Regions from separate parts of the Zea mays genome. Here region 2 is linked to region 1. A link is a contact called in public Hi-C data. All regions are on one chromosome and are shown on one strand. The core of a region is the stretch at or near the end of the contact, and the rest is flanking DNA. Distances in the headings are between cores, read along the strand shown.

Region 1 (7,379 bases), core at 2,030-4,529:
TATCTCTGGTCGTCGTGGTTTGAAAGTACGTGGACGTTGTGAGTCCTGAGTACTGCCGGACCGTCCGCCGGAGCCCTCCGGACCATCCGGTGGGGTCCCGGACCGTCCGCGCCTACGTGCCGGACTGTCCGGGATACGCAGCACGGGTTCCTGCATCTGTCTCCCTGTCTGCGCTTGCCCCCTAGTACTGGAGGCAGTGATGGTCACCTTTAGGGTCTCCCCTCCATCGGGAGTCTTTTCGGCTACCACTTTCCTGCAAGAAACTTTATGATCTTCATCGGCCTTTTTAGAATTGCCGATGATTGCCTCTTTGCCTTTGCCTTTATCGGCCGTGTTTGGCCGAACCAGGACTTTCTTGCCCTCGAAGTCGATCACGTTCATTGGAAAGGGCTCTGTATCCACCTGCATTTCCTGAAATTTCAATCGTCCCTCATTAATGACCGATTGAATCTGTCGTCGGAATACATTACAATCATTAGTGGCATGAGAAAATGAGTTATGCCACTTGCAGTATGCACGACGTTTTAGCTCGTCGGCGGATGGAACAGTGTGATTTATTTTAATATTGCCATTTTTGAGTAATTCGTCAAATATTTTATCGCACTTACCAACACTAAATGTAAACTTAACCTCCTCTTGCCGTTTCTTTTGAACCGGCTGCAAGGAGGAACAAGCCGAAGATTTGGCCTGTTTTGGCCAAACCATTTCAGCAGCATATACTTCTGCTGATTCGTCATCTGAGCTACTTTGGTCGCATTCTACTATATGTACGTTGTGACGCATTGTTTTAGCAGTTTCTTTGCTCCGGCTTTCGCAAGCCAAAGCCCTCTGGTGTAACTGTGCTAGTGTAAAAAATTGGATGCCTTCTAATCTCTCTTTTAAATAATATCGTAGACCATTAAAGGCTAATCCTACTAGCTGTTTTTCTGCTAAATGAATTTGAAAGCATCGATTTCTTGTATCGCGGAATCTCTGGATGTAATCATTAACCGATTCGTCTTTTGTCTGTCGCAATGACACTAAATCCACCAAATCCAATTCATAATCACCGGAGAAGAAATGATCATGAAATTTTTGTTCTAGATCCCCCCACGATGAAATGGAATTAGGAGGTAAAGTGGCATACCATGCAAATGCGGTTCCTGTTAGCGATAATGAAAATAAACGCACGCGAAATGCCTCTGTGTCTGCCAATTCTCCCAATTGTGCTAAGAACTGGCCTATATGTTCGCGCGTGTTTTTCCCTTGATCACCCGAAATTTTTGCGAAATCGGGTATTCTAGTTCCCTGTGGGTACGGGTGGTGATCAAATCGGCTGTCATAAGGTTTCCGATATGATTGCCCCCCAGGGACCATGCTTACTCCGAGCTTATCTCGGAACGCCCCGGCTATTTCTTCCCTCACTATATCAATGGCAGCCGGTGCAAGACCACTGACTCTCTGGTCAAACATAGGTGGGGTTGGTTGCATATTAGTATGTTGTCGTTCCCCCCATTGGTTTGAGCTACGTGGTGCATTTCCATTTGCCCTATATGGCTCATAGGTTTGATCGTTTCTTTCCGGCCTATTAGGTGGGGCCGGAAAGCTTTCCTGGGCTCTGGATCCTGAATTAATGGGCTGGTGTATTGCATAATGTGATGGGAAGTGTTGCTGGGACGGGCGAGGATTCAAGTAATAATCCTCCTCAAAAGACTCATGCGCGGACTGTCCGGATACGTACCCGGACCGTCCGTGGTTATATGCGGACCGTCCGTCATTGTATGCGGACCGTCCGACTGGGTAGTTTGGGTTCTGTGTCATATGTGGTGGCTCGGGCGCATATCTAGGTAACTCATTAAAAATAGGCCCGACTTTTGTTGGCCCGGACGGTCCGCGCTCACGTGCGGACGGTCCGGGCATGTGCAGATCGGCTGATTTGCTGCCGATTTGCGGTTGCTCAGGGTATGTGTCCATCGGCATCCCATAAAGGGGTTGTGACTGGTCGTGACAACCTGTAGCCGATGTGTTACGCGTGTTACCTCCTAACTCAACCTCGTGCGAAGGAAAATTGGCGATACTAGATTTATCAAATGCACGTACTAGTCTCTTAAGATCGCTTTGCATACCCCCTATGATGTTCTGCATTTGTTCACGCTGATCTTTTACATAATTTCTAAGAGATTGCAGATCGTTGGTATTACTTACATTGGGGATATCTGGCGTGGGTTGGAGCGAAGCCGGATCCGTCGCCCGATGTCGGACGACCTTGTTGTTCCTGTCCACTTTGAAGTTGGCCAAGAACTTTGCTTTCGCCTCTTGGATCATCCGCTCCTTGTGCTCCTCGAACTGGAGCTGCTCGTCAGCCGGCAAGGTTTCCCAAGTCGGCTCTATGATGTTGCTTGGAGAAATATCAGAGCTATCCCTTGAACCGGCCATTGAGGGCCGATTTGATGAGCTTAGATGTGCTTTCCCCAGCGGAGTCGCCAAAAAGTATGTTGACACCTTTTTGGAGGCGTCAATTACTCAAGAGAACCAGCGGCGGTGCTCTCTGGTCAGGCGCGGACGGTCCGCGGCTCAGGGCCGGACGGTCCGCGACCTGGCGCGAGGCGGCGGTGCTCTCTGGTCAGGCACGGACGGTTCGCGGCTCAGGGCCGGACGGTCCGCGACCTGCTGGAGGAGCTCGGGTTCCCTGCCTGACGGCCGGACGGTCCGCGCCCTAGGGCCGGACGGTCCGCGCGTGCACAGGGGCGGCGGAAGATCGCCGGCGGCGCCTGGATCTCGCTCCCGGGAGGGACCCCGTCGGGGAGGAGAGATCCTAGGAGTTGTCCAGACTCGGGTAGACCGACCTAGACTCCTCTAATCGACGTAGAGTCGAGGAGAGGCGGAGAATTTGGGGATTGGAAGGCTAAACTAGGTCTAAACTAGAACTACTCCTAAGATAAAATGCGAAATATAAGTTGTATTGATTCGATTGTTGATGATTACAAATCGGCCGTAGACCTCTTTATTTATAGAGGAAGGGGCTGGACCCTTTACCGTCAAAACTCCGAGCAAATCCCGGGATTTTCGCCAACAAACGCAGCGAAAAACTTGGAACCCTAATCTGTTCTGCGTGTGCGCGGACTGTCCGCACCTCAATTTGGTGCTCAACACCTTGCTCTTGCATATATTGGTTTGCTTCGTAGAGCAGGCAAAGCTCTACGACGACCGCTCACGCACGCATATATTAATATTGTCCCAAGCATGTCCTGTTGCTGTATGGTAGACACGTAGACGACGAAGACGACCCTGTCCTTGAACGTACAACAGTGCCAGCGCAGGGCCGGGACACAGAGGTCCATGCACATGCCATTGCTTGGGCACAGCTATAGGTGTACATTCGGGCGGCCCGGCCCGGCCCGGCTCAAGCCCGAAAAAATCCGCATTGTTTGAATTTCGGGCCGGTCCGGCCTGTTTGAATTTTGGGCCGTGCCGGGCCGGACCACGGGCCTAGCCCTCGGCCCACGGCCCGGCCCGTAATTGCTTAAATGTGTCGGGCTTATTTCGGGCAGCCCAAAATTATAAAAGCCCGAAATTCAATTTTTGGCCTGAAATTCACATCAGAGCCCGAAATTCACATCAGAGCCCGAAATTCAAAACAAATTTATTAAAACAAATAAGAGATAAGACAAATAAATTTGACCAAAAGCAAACTTAATATTTGTATTAAGTTACCAGAGCTATGCAATGAATACCTCGTTTACAAATCATTTTGTTAGAAAGAAAAAGAGTATAATCAGCTCTATATATAGTTCGTAAATTTATTTTATTATCTAATGTTCATAACAGAAATAAAATTACATCGCATACTCTAATTCAAAGCTACAAAAAACATCTAACTAACATTATCTCTAGCTTTATGTTCTTTATCAAGTACATGAAAGTGCGGAGTGAAGTGTGGTTTTAATAAATATATGGGCCTTTTCGTGCCTCTATATGGGCCATTTCGTGTCTGCCTTAAACGGGCCGTGCTCGTGCTCGCCCATGGGCCGCGACCTCGGCCCAAACCCGGCCCGATATATCGGGCCGTGTTGGACCGACACTAAATTATTTCGGGCCGTGCCGTGTCTGGGCCGTGCTTTTTTTTCCGTGCTTCGGGCCGGTCCATCAGGCCTGGCCCAAATGTACACATATAGACACAACATATATATAGTTTGATAGGTGACCTTACAATGCTCGAAACTTGTACGTACGTACGACCTGCTTCCTTAATTTCTCCGATCCGACTGCGCGCAAGCAGCTATTATTCGTTCATGCAGGGACCATGCATGGCTAGAGCTAAACGCGTACTACGTACTGCTGGTAGCGGTAGGGGGCCGGCATGTATGGCTAAGCTGCATCCGCCAATCTGCATGCATAGATATGCCATGACGATCTAGTGTCAATGATATGTACTACACATAAGACCAACTCCAGCAGACTCCCTCTCCGTATCCTTAAAACGCGCGGGCAACACATTCTCTCTCCTCTCCGTATCCGTCTCCGTTTCCAGCAACACTCCCCATCCCACTCCGCATGCAGTCTATGACACCTGGGGCCCGCCAGCAGGCGCGCGCGCACGTAGAGAGCTGCGGAGAGGAGAGAGAAAGTGTGGAAATGGGGAGCGCAGGGACACGGCGTCCATTTTGCGGAGAGGGATGCGGAGCCTGCTGGAGCGCGCAATAGTGCCTCAGACCGTGCAAAATGCAGATGCGGAGTGGGATACGGAGTCTTGCTGGAGTTGGTCTAACTATAGAGATAGCCCTACATGCATGCATACGGAATGAATCGACAGTGCATGCATGCATTGCCTGGTTAACCGCCAGCATGCTGCATGGTTACTTAGCTGGGACGGACGGACGGACGGACGACGGTCTTAACTTATATTTATCGGCATGCAAATGTGGTTGAGATCGATGGGTTCAGGGCTGTCTTGTATACCATGCACCCCTTGCAACAGATATATGGCTCCTTTGGTAGAACTCGATCTGATCTGCTGCATGATTCTCTAGCTAGCTCCGAGAGTTAGATTCCCTAATAGAGTGATTCTATATCGAAAGCAAGTGAATCTATTCGACGAAAACTATTTGCCAAATAGGCTTTTGTGAAGTGATTTCTGAGGGGTTAAAGAGTGAGGAGCTAGCAGGTTGAGAGCGGTGGAAAGCAGGTTTACTGTGGTTTTAATCTGACCGTGGCTACGGTTTATACACTATTTTGTTATCTATGAATTGCATGGCAGCCGAACAGCTGCCCGGCCGTCCTCGAGTGTGACCTATAGTTAACTTGGTCTTGGTCGACGACGACCTTCCTAGCTACTAGCTCCGTTTCCTATCCTGTGTGACCGTCAGTGCCTGCATGCAGCACGCCACTGACATCGAAACTAACCGACAGGCAAAAGGAAGAAATGACAGGGCTTGCGTACGTGGAACGAACGAACGACGGTGTTCAGATGAGGAGGCTGCCGTCGTGGATCGTCCCTCGCACGAGCTTGCCGTTTAATTTCCTCTGCCTCGATCGTCGGCTCCATTTCTAGCTTGCATTGCTCGCGTCGTCACGGGTTGGCAAGGTTATTTGGATGGTTGTGGCCGCCGCGGTTGATAAATCATATCATGTCGTCGTTCACAAAAGGGTCTCAGGGGGACGGACGACTGACCCTAAACTGTTGCAAAAACAAGAAAAACAAAAAGTTGGTCAAGGATCCTTGTCTTTCGCGTTTACAACATGCTGCAGCCGGCCTACTACAGTAACAAAGCATGCGTGTAGATTGTGTGTGTGTGTTGGGGTGGGGGGATTGCGTACATGATCTGATGTGCACAGAATTAAGCAACAATTAGAGCCAGTTTGAGAGCTAAAATACCAAAGCGTATTGAAGGGACTAAAATTCTATTCTTAATCAAAATTGAACAAGAAGGAGATTTTATCCCCTTTAATTTCTTCTGGTTTTGTGGCTCCCAAACTAGCCCTTAATGCAAGTACTTACCTCTAGGAACTTGCTAAATATGCTTAGGCCATGTACAACCTACATAAATGTTCTGTATCTTAAGAGACATCAAGAGAGTAAGTATAAAAAAACATAAGAGACGATATCTTAGTGTAGAAACGTCTCTATCATGGTTCTCTAAGTCTAAATATGATTCTACCCATACAACCAACATAAATGAGTCGTATCTTAAGATGTTCTGATGAATAAGATATAAGACTTAGAAACATTGGATCCAATATGAAGAGATTTTTTTAAATATATCTAATGCCAGGAGAATCGCAATGTAGTATGTAGACTGTATATGCCCTTACTTGCCAGTACCAACGCTAAAAGATTACCTCTCTTGTAGTACTACTTTTCAACTCTTGCCACATGTTTGAAATTCTTGTCGGTAGACAGCATCGTCTACATACAGTGGTCTTGCTACTTCCGTCACTTCACCTCTACACCCTTCTACGACACACCAAAATTTTCTTTTTCTAAAGGGACCACCTCTACACACACATCAGCCACAAATCGGCCGGTAGCAGATCGAACATACATCTGAAACCACATTTCACTGGATTATATACCTCCTTGTCCATTCCCAATTCAGAAGTGTCCAGCCTTGTTGTTACTGCATCTTGAAGCTTCAGGCCTTAGAGATACAGGAAGCCATGCGCCACTTTTGCTGCTACAACCTCCAGCTCTGACTGTAGCTCCTCTTACACCAAGGGTGGCGGTGAAGTGCACGTAGAGGCAGCCTTACCTCATTAGCACGCTCCACCCTGTTTGCTCGCTTTCTGGTCGCCGGCAACGTCCGTCCATCCGGTGCCATCATGTTCCATTGGATTCAGAGCTAGCTAGCATTCATTCCTCGGTGCTCATTTCACAACGCCTTTAGCAGAACGTCGGCCGGCCGACAGGTTACGCTGCATCTGAGCCTGCAGGCTGTGTACTGCTGCTTCTGCAGATCTCTGAGCATGTCCAGGAGCTCTAGGAACGAAGGGGCGTTTCTGAGGGTCGCTGCTCAAATGAAAGGGCGCGTCTATTAGGGGCTGCTAATCACACTGTTTACCAAAATCTGCAACCTGATTGAACAACATAAATGAGAAAATAAAGCGTGGCGATTGGAGTTGGAGACCTTGAATTTCAGTGCTACCCTTTACACTCCAGTTCTTGTCCACCAACCAAATTTGACGATTTTAAATCACGGTGGACAATAAGAGGGTTACAATGGTGAAGATAATGTATACCCCTTGCCTGCAAAAAGAGAAACAGTGTGTTCTATATAAGCTTATTTTTATCAAAATACTTATTTGTACAAATTACCAAGGCAGTTTTTTTTGTATCAAGTGATTCAGAGTCCCAGAAACATACTGAGTGATGGTGTGATTCTACATCCAGAGTCCAGACCACC
Region 2 (7,379 bases), core at 1,656-4,155, 96 kb before region 1:
CAAGCATCAGTTCAAGTGTGCTAAGTCTGCTAGTGTAAGAGTGCTCAATCAAGTATGAGTGAGCATCATTGAATACCCCCAATGAAGTAATAGCTAGAAGGCTCAATTCTTTGTCATCAGATCTAGTAGCACCTTTCACATACAATGAAGCCTCAAATATCACACGACCAGATAGGAGGACAGCACGCACAGGGCCTGTCAGTTCTAAATACGGATTCTGAAGTGAAACAGGATGTAAGCATTGAGCAGCATAATCAATACGCATACAAAACACTAAAACAGGCAAAGCGCATGGCATGAAGTATGCAGCAAATGATGAGATAGCTCGATGCATCAGCAACAATTAGTAAAAGTAACCATGCTTATCATAGCGTATTCGTTTGAGATTGGTAATCAACCCCGAAACATTGCCCTTGCCAAAATACATCGGAAAAACTATCAACTATACAAGTTAAAACTGTCACTGTCATGTTACCGAGACAACAAACACACCCATCCGCTCACAACAGTAACATGATTCCTACTTTCATCTACAAAGGTGATCGTTTCTTCATGCACTGATCAAACCAACACACATGACCAAATCTAATGACATGCCAAACTTATGTTCCTCTACCAGCATGTTTATACAATGTTTCAGCTGTCTACATGATTCCAATGTAAGTAACAAGCAGGGGATCTCTAGGCATGGGAGTCGTGCTAATTTCTGCAAAGCAATAATATAATACCACTATGTATAATGCAGCTGGTAATAGAATTACAAGATTATTTGGTTAGGAGAAACGTGTACAATTACTGTATGGTACCAAATATATACATGCTTGCATGCTAGCAATAAGACATCAGCTAGTGATGCATTTAAGGAAGGGTAAGACTGGAAAAGGAAGTCTAAGGCAATGTTTGGAAGGCTACACATTATGAAAACCAGCTAAAAATATATGTAAAGGATCAAACCAGCTCACATTACGATGTAGATTGAAAAAAATATATATCCAACCACCCAGATTCCTATAATCCCATAATCTGGCTCCACCCAGCTAACAGTAGATATTGCATGGGATTATTGCTACTCACCACACCTCTATCCAAGGATCCAAACAGCCCTAGATATTGCTCTCAAGGTTTAATATCCGGATTTTCATACTCTGTATCCCTAACCCGGATTTCTATAATCTCTAGCCCATCCAAACATGCCTTAAAATTGCCTAGAAGTTTTAGAACAAGGATTACAAAGATAGTACAACACGCTAAAACAATAAGTATTTTGAACCGGAGGGAGTACATGGTTTGAGCTATCTACATGAGACCAATGTAATAGGCATCGCCACACTAGGAATGGGAGTCATGGTAATTTGTACAAGCTATAATATCGCATTACCATGTGCAACACTTTATTCTAAAGACATTGGTTCAGATAAACAGCTGGTACAACAACTGCATGGTATAACTAGCATGTTTGCATGTTAACAGCTACACGGGGCTTATAACAAAGTATGTAGGAATAGGCAGCACGGCAAGAAGCAAGAAATGTAGGAATAGGTGGCACGGCAATAATCAAGAAATGACAGCTGTAAGTAAGAAACACTCCGAACCTGATCGGTGAGTATCTGACATTTATCCCTTTCGCGCTCAAAGATAATATTACGATTATAATCTAATGAGTCACGTAGGGCAACCAAACCAAACACCTCAAGCGGCCACTGTAGACCTCCAGTTATTCCTCCAACTTTGACATAAAATACTTGTACAGTTTGCTTAGCAGTGCCACCGCGTGGCGGAAGATTATGTGTAAATCGCTTGCAAGGGATATTAGCTGCATGTAGTCAAAGGAGATTTCAGATGAGTTAGGACATTAGAGCCCAATTGTGGATAGTAGCAGCAGTAAGGACTACTCCCTCCGTCCCCAAAAAAAAAACAAGTCAATCTAGGTTTGTCCTAAGTCAAAAAAAATTCTCTATAAATTTGGTCAAATTTAATAAAGTTTGACTTAAGACAAACCTAGGATGACTGTTTTTTTTTTGTTTGGGACGGAGGGAGTAAGCAGTAACAACAGCAACTAACATGTGCATGGATGGCATTCAAGTTATTCTTGTCCATCGATCTAGTTCCGATCCTACCACATTTATATCACTTGATATCAAAGGAACGTCATTGTGACTAGATTGATCCATGAAGTATGAAACGATTCGAGATATGACAACCAAAGCAACAAGAACCAAATTAATAGGTAACTAACGTGCAGATCAAGAACGAGATAATCAACAAGTTCACTCACTCTTCTTATCGAAGCTACCGTACTTCTTCAAATAGCAGTTGTCCCAGCTCTGCCTGAACAACATAGCTTGATAGGCTTCAGGGTCATTTACCTTATCGGGGTACCGCCTACGCTCTTCCTCCTCCTTCTCCTCGTTCCTCCTCTTCCACTCCAAGTACCTCTCATACATCAGTTTGTTTTTCTGGTCATTGGATTCTGACCTGGACTTTGCGCTCTCCGATTGCCCTTCTCTCTTAATGTCTCCTTTCCGTGCCTCCTCCCCCTCCTTGTCATCCAGATGACCATGGGTTTGCTTCATCCTCTTCTGCCGCTCCGCAACCTCCGCATCAGAATGCTCTACATTCCCCCGCAACCACCGCATCGGAGTCTTCTTCCTAGCTTCGTATTCCCCGTCGCCGTCGCTCTTCCTCTCCGCCTCCACCTCCATCTCCATCTCCACCTCCGCCGCCTCCATCTCCACCTCCGCCGCCTCCATCTCCGCCTCCGCCTTGCACGAGTAGTTGCCCGCCGTCGCCGCCTCTGGGTAAGAACCCTAGATCTGGTTTTTGCCACTGCCTGGCAGGGGCACAACGCCACCAACAAGTAAATACCCTGGACGGCTACGCCTCCTGGGCCTTTCCTTCTTTTGCTGAGATAAGAGTACATGGGCTGCAATCAATAAATAAAAAAAGACTCCCCAGCCTGGATTTTTTATTTTTTAGAAAAAATCAAAAATATACCATCGTTTTAAAAAAATTGCAAATTTATACTGCTGTCTCTAACTCATTGCCAACTGAATTGGTGACAAAAACCTGGATGGAATGTCGAGTTAGCGATATTTAGGAAACTGGCGACATTTCCCTAGCCCCTATATAGCCTGTCCATTGTCATTTGAAGCCACTAAAATTTTAGAAGAGAAGGAAGGAGAGGAAAACCTTCTTGGTGAAGCCCTGCTGTCCAAGTACGGACAATAATGTCTCAAACTGGAGACTTAAATTGAAATATGGGGTTGTACACAGGAAAAACTACTCCAATAATACTTTATTTTATAAAATTTGGTCAAAAAAATATAAACACTCTCTCAAGTGCCTCAAATATACTACACCGCAGTGGGCTGCCCTATAATCTAGATTTGAGGTTTTTACTGTTGGAACGGAATGTTTTGTTGGTGCCCTAAATTCTATAAAATATATTCATTTTTAAATTATAGAGCATTTTTATAGGTCACTTTGTTGTACATGCTCTTAGTCTAAGCCTCCCGATTGAGCTTGTCTTGTAACGCCGCATGCCTCCCCTTTTATAGCTGAAGGGTGAAAGGGAATTAGGCTTACACCTTTTTTCTAATTGATTTTGGTGGTTGAATTGCCCAACACAAATAATTGGACTAACTAGTTTGCTCTAGTTTATAAGTTTTTACAGGTGCCAAAGGTTCACAACAAGCCAATAAAAAGACCAAAGATGGGTTCAAATAAAGAGAGCTAAAGACATCCCAAAGGCACCCTGGTCTGGCGCACCGGACTGTCCGGTGCACCATGGAACTTGACGCTGAACTCGCTACCTTCGGGAAAATGGGAGGTCGCTCCGCTATAATTCACCGGATTGTCCGGTGAAGCACCGGACAGTGTCCGGTGTCACATCGGACTGTCCGGTGTGCCAGCGGAGCAACGGCTACTTCGTGCCAACGGTCGACTGCAACCGCATTAAATGCGCTACAGTGCGCGCCAGAGTCAGAGCACGCGCAGAAGGGGCACCGGACAGTCTATAGGACCTGTCCGGTGCACCACCGGACAGCCCAGAGGCCCCACCAGTCAAAGCTCCAACGGTCAGAACCCAACGACCGACTGACGTGGCTGGCGCACCGGACAGTGTCCGGTGACGCACCGGACTGTCCGGTGCGCCATGCGGACAGCCTCCCAACGGCCACTTTTGGTGGTTGGGGCTATAAATACCCCAACCACCCCACCATTCATGGCATCCAAGTTTTCCAACTTCCCACACCTTACAAGAGTTATAGCATTCAATACAAGACACACCAAAGAGATTAAATCCTCTCCCAAGTCCTTAGTTCATTCCAAATCAAATAGTGACTAGTGAGAGAGTGACTTGTGTTCATTTGAGCTCTTGCGCTTGGATTGCTTCTTTTTCTCATTCTTTCTTGTGATCAACTCAATTGTAACCAAGGCAAGAGACACCAATTGTGTGGTGGTCCTTGTGAGGACTTTGTGTCCCGTTTGATTGAGAAGAGAAGCTCACTCGGTCTAAGTGACCGTTTGAGAGAGGGAAAGGGTTGAAAGAGACCCGGTCTTTGTGACCACCTCAACGGGGAGTATATTTGCAAGAACCGAACCTCGGTAAAACAAATCATCGTGTCTCACTCTTTATTTGCTCGCGATTTGTTTTTCACCCTCTCTCTCTCGGACTCGTTCATATTTCTAACGCTAACCCGGCTTGTAGTTGTGCTTAAGTTTATAATTTTCAGATTCGCCCTATTCACCCCCCCCCCTCTAGGCGACTTCCAATTGGAATCGGAGCCGGTGCTTCATTAGAGCTTAACCGCTCGAAGTGATGTCGGGAGATCACGCCAAGAAGATGGTGATAGGCGGTGAGAAGTCCGCTACAAGCCACGGGAAGGCTCCATCATGGGAGTCCGCCAACAAGAAGAAGGATGGATCCCCTTCACGCATTCGATCGCACAAGAGTGGCGAGAAGAAGAAGAAAATGAAGAAAGTGGTCTACTACGAGACCGACTCTTCCTCGCCCTCTACATCCGGATCCGACGCCGTGTCCGTCACTTCTAAGCGCCAAGCATACTCCATTACTTTCCGTCCCATTAGGCAAACCACCGACGTTTGATGGTGAAGACTATTCTAGGTGGAGTGATATGATGAGATATCACCTAACCTCACTCCACAAAAGTATATGGGATGTTGTTGAGTTTGGTGTACAGGTACCATCCGTAGGGGATGAAGATTATGATGAGGACGAGGTGGCCCAAATAGTGCACTTCAACTCCCAAGCCACCACTATACTCCTCACCTCTCTAAGTCGATAGGAGTATAACAAGGTGCAAGGATTGAAGAGCGCCAAAGAGATTTGGGACGTACTCAAGACCGCGCACGAAGGAGACGAGGTGACAAAAATCACCAAGCGGGAGACGATCGAGGGGGAGCTCGGTCGCTTCCGGCTTCGCCAAGGGGAGGAGCCACAAGAAATGTACAACCGGCTCAAGACCTTGGTGAACCAAGTGCGCAACCTCGGGAGCAAGAAATGGGATGACCATGAAATGGTCAAGGTTATTCTTAGATCACTCATTTTTCTTAACCCTACGCAAGTTCAATTAATACGTGGTGATCCTAGATACACACTAATGTCTCCCGAGGAAGTAATAGGAAAATTTGTGAGCTTTGAGTTGATGATCAAAGGCTCAAAGAAAATCATCGAGCAAGATGGCCCCTCCACGCCCGAAGCACAACCGATCGCATTCAAGGCAACGGAGGAGAAGAAGAAAGAGTCTACATCAAGTAGACTCCCCATTGACGCCTCCAAGCTCGACAATGAGGAGATGGCGCTCATCATCAAGAGCTTCCGTCAAATCCTAAAGCAAAGGAGGGAGAAGGACTACAAATCCCGCTCCAAGAAAGTGTGCTACAAGTGTGGTAAGCCCGGTCACTTTATTGCAAAATGTTCATTATCAAGTGACAGTGACAGGGGCGACGACAAGAAGGGCAAGAGGAGAGAAAAGAAGAGATACTACAAGAAGAAGGGTGGTGATGCCCATGTGTGCCGCGAATGGAACTCCGACGAGAGCTCCTCCGACTCCTCCTCCGACGAGGAGGCCGCCAACATCGCCGTCACCAAAGGACTCCTCTTCCCCAACGTCGGCCATAAGTGCCTCATGGCAAAGGACAACAAAAAGAAGAAGGTAAAATCAAGATCCTCCACTAAATATGCATCCTCTAGTGATGAAGATAATTCTAGTGATGAGGAGGATAATTTGCGTACCCTTTTTGCCAACCTAAACATGCAACAAAAGGAAAAATTAAATGAATTAATTAGTGCTATTCATGAGAAGGATGAACTCTTGGACTCTCAAGAGGACTTCCTAATTAAAGAAAACAAGAAGCATGTTAAGGTTAAGAATGCTTATGCTCTAGAAATAGAAAAATATGAAAAATTATCTAGTGAGCTAAGCACTTGTCATGATATTATTTCCAACCTTAGAAATAAAAATGCTAAATTAATTGCTAAGGTTGATTCTAACGTTAGTGATGTTTCAATTCCCAATCTTAGAGATAATAATGTTAGTTTACTTGCTAAGATTGAAGAATTGAATATCTCTCTTGCTAGCCTTAGAAATGATAATGAAAAATTAATTGCTAAGGCTAAAGATTTAGATGTTTGCAATGTTACAATTTCCAATCTTAGAAGTGAAAATGACATTTTACATGCTAAGATTGTTGAACTAAAATCTTGCAAACCCTCTACATCTACTGTTGAGCATGTTTCCATTTGCACTAGATGTAGAGACATTAATGTTGATGCTATTCATGATCACCTAGCTTTAATTAAGAAACAAAATGATCACATAGCCCAACTTAATGCCAAAATTAATGAGCATGACTTAGAAAATGAAAATTTTAAATTTGCTAGAAGCATGCTCTATACTGGGAGACGCCCTGGCATCAAGGATGGCATTGGAATATTGGATTCCAAAAGGGAGACAATGTCAAACTTAATGCCCCTCCTAAAAGATTGTCTAACTTTGTTAAGGGCAAGGCTTCCATGCCTCAGGATAACGAGGGTTACATTTTGTACCCTGCCGGTTATCCCGAGCACAAAATTAGGAGAATTCACTCTAGGAAGTCTCACTCTGGCCCTAATCATGCTTTTATGTATAAGGGTGAGACATCTAGCTCTAGGCAATCAACCCGTGCTAAATTGCGTAAGAAGAAAACTCCTATCGCATCAAATGATTCTAACATTTCATTTAAAACTTTTGATGCATCTTATGTTTTAACTAACAAATCTGGCAAGGTAGTTGCCAAGTATGTTGGGGGCAAACACAAGGGGTCAAAGACTTGTGTTTGGGTACCTAAAGTTCTTGTATCTAATGTCAAAGGACCCA

Evidence for each region. Hi-C and Micro-C count contacts between places; a contact is called where the count stands out from the background.
Region 2: a Hi-C map of tassel shows a contact between it and region 1, with 4 times the contacts expected there. The contact joins the promoter of LOC100278480 here to the enhancer-like site in region 1. A contact is called at or near these places in 9 of 25 Hi-C or Micro-C datasets (ear, endosperm, leaf and 2 more) and 1 of 3 datasets of contacts at active chromatin or transcription factors (leaf).

The regions. Positions count from the first base shown.
Region 1 is chr2:237,319,156-237,326,534 of Zm-B73-REFERENCE-NAM-5.0, reverse strand. No RefSeq gene overlaps it. Among protein-coding and RNA genes, the nearest start is that of LOC103648200, 19 kb to the right of the region's middle. Within about 2 kb of position 3,279, at least 11 of the 20 cell types and tissues checked have an H3K27ac peak or open chromatin away from gene starts, as enhancers often do. A contact at or near this core is called in ear and tassel, where this site is marked.
Region 2 is chr2:237,414,659-237,422,037 of Zm-B73-REFERENCE-NAM-5.0, reverse strand. It overlaps LOC100278480, which reads right to left and starts at 2,905. Exons shown (of 3, transcript NM_001352908.1): 1 at 2,276-2,905; 2 at 1,593-1,813; 3 at 1-217. The coding sequence starts at 2,750.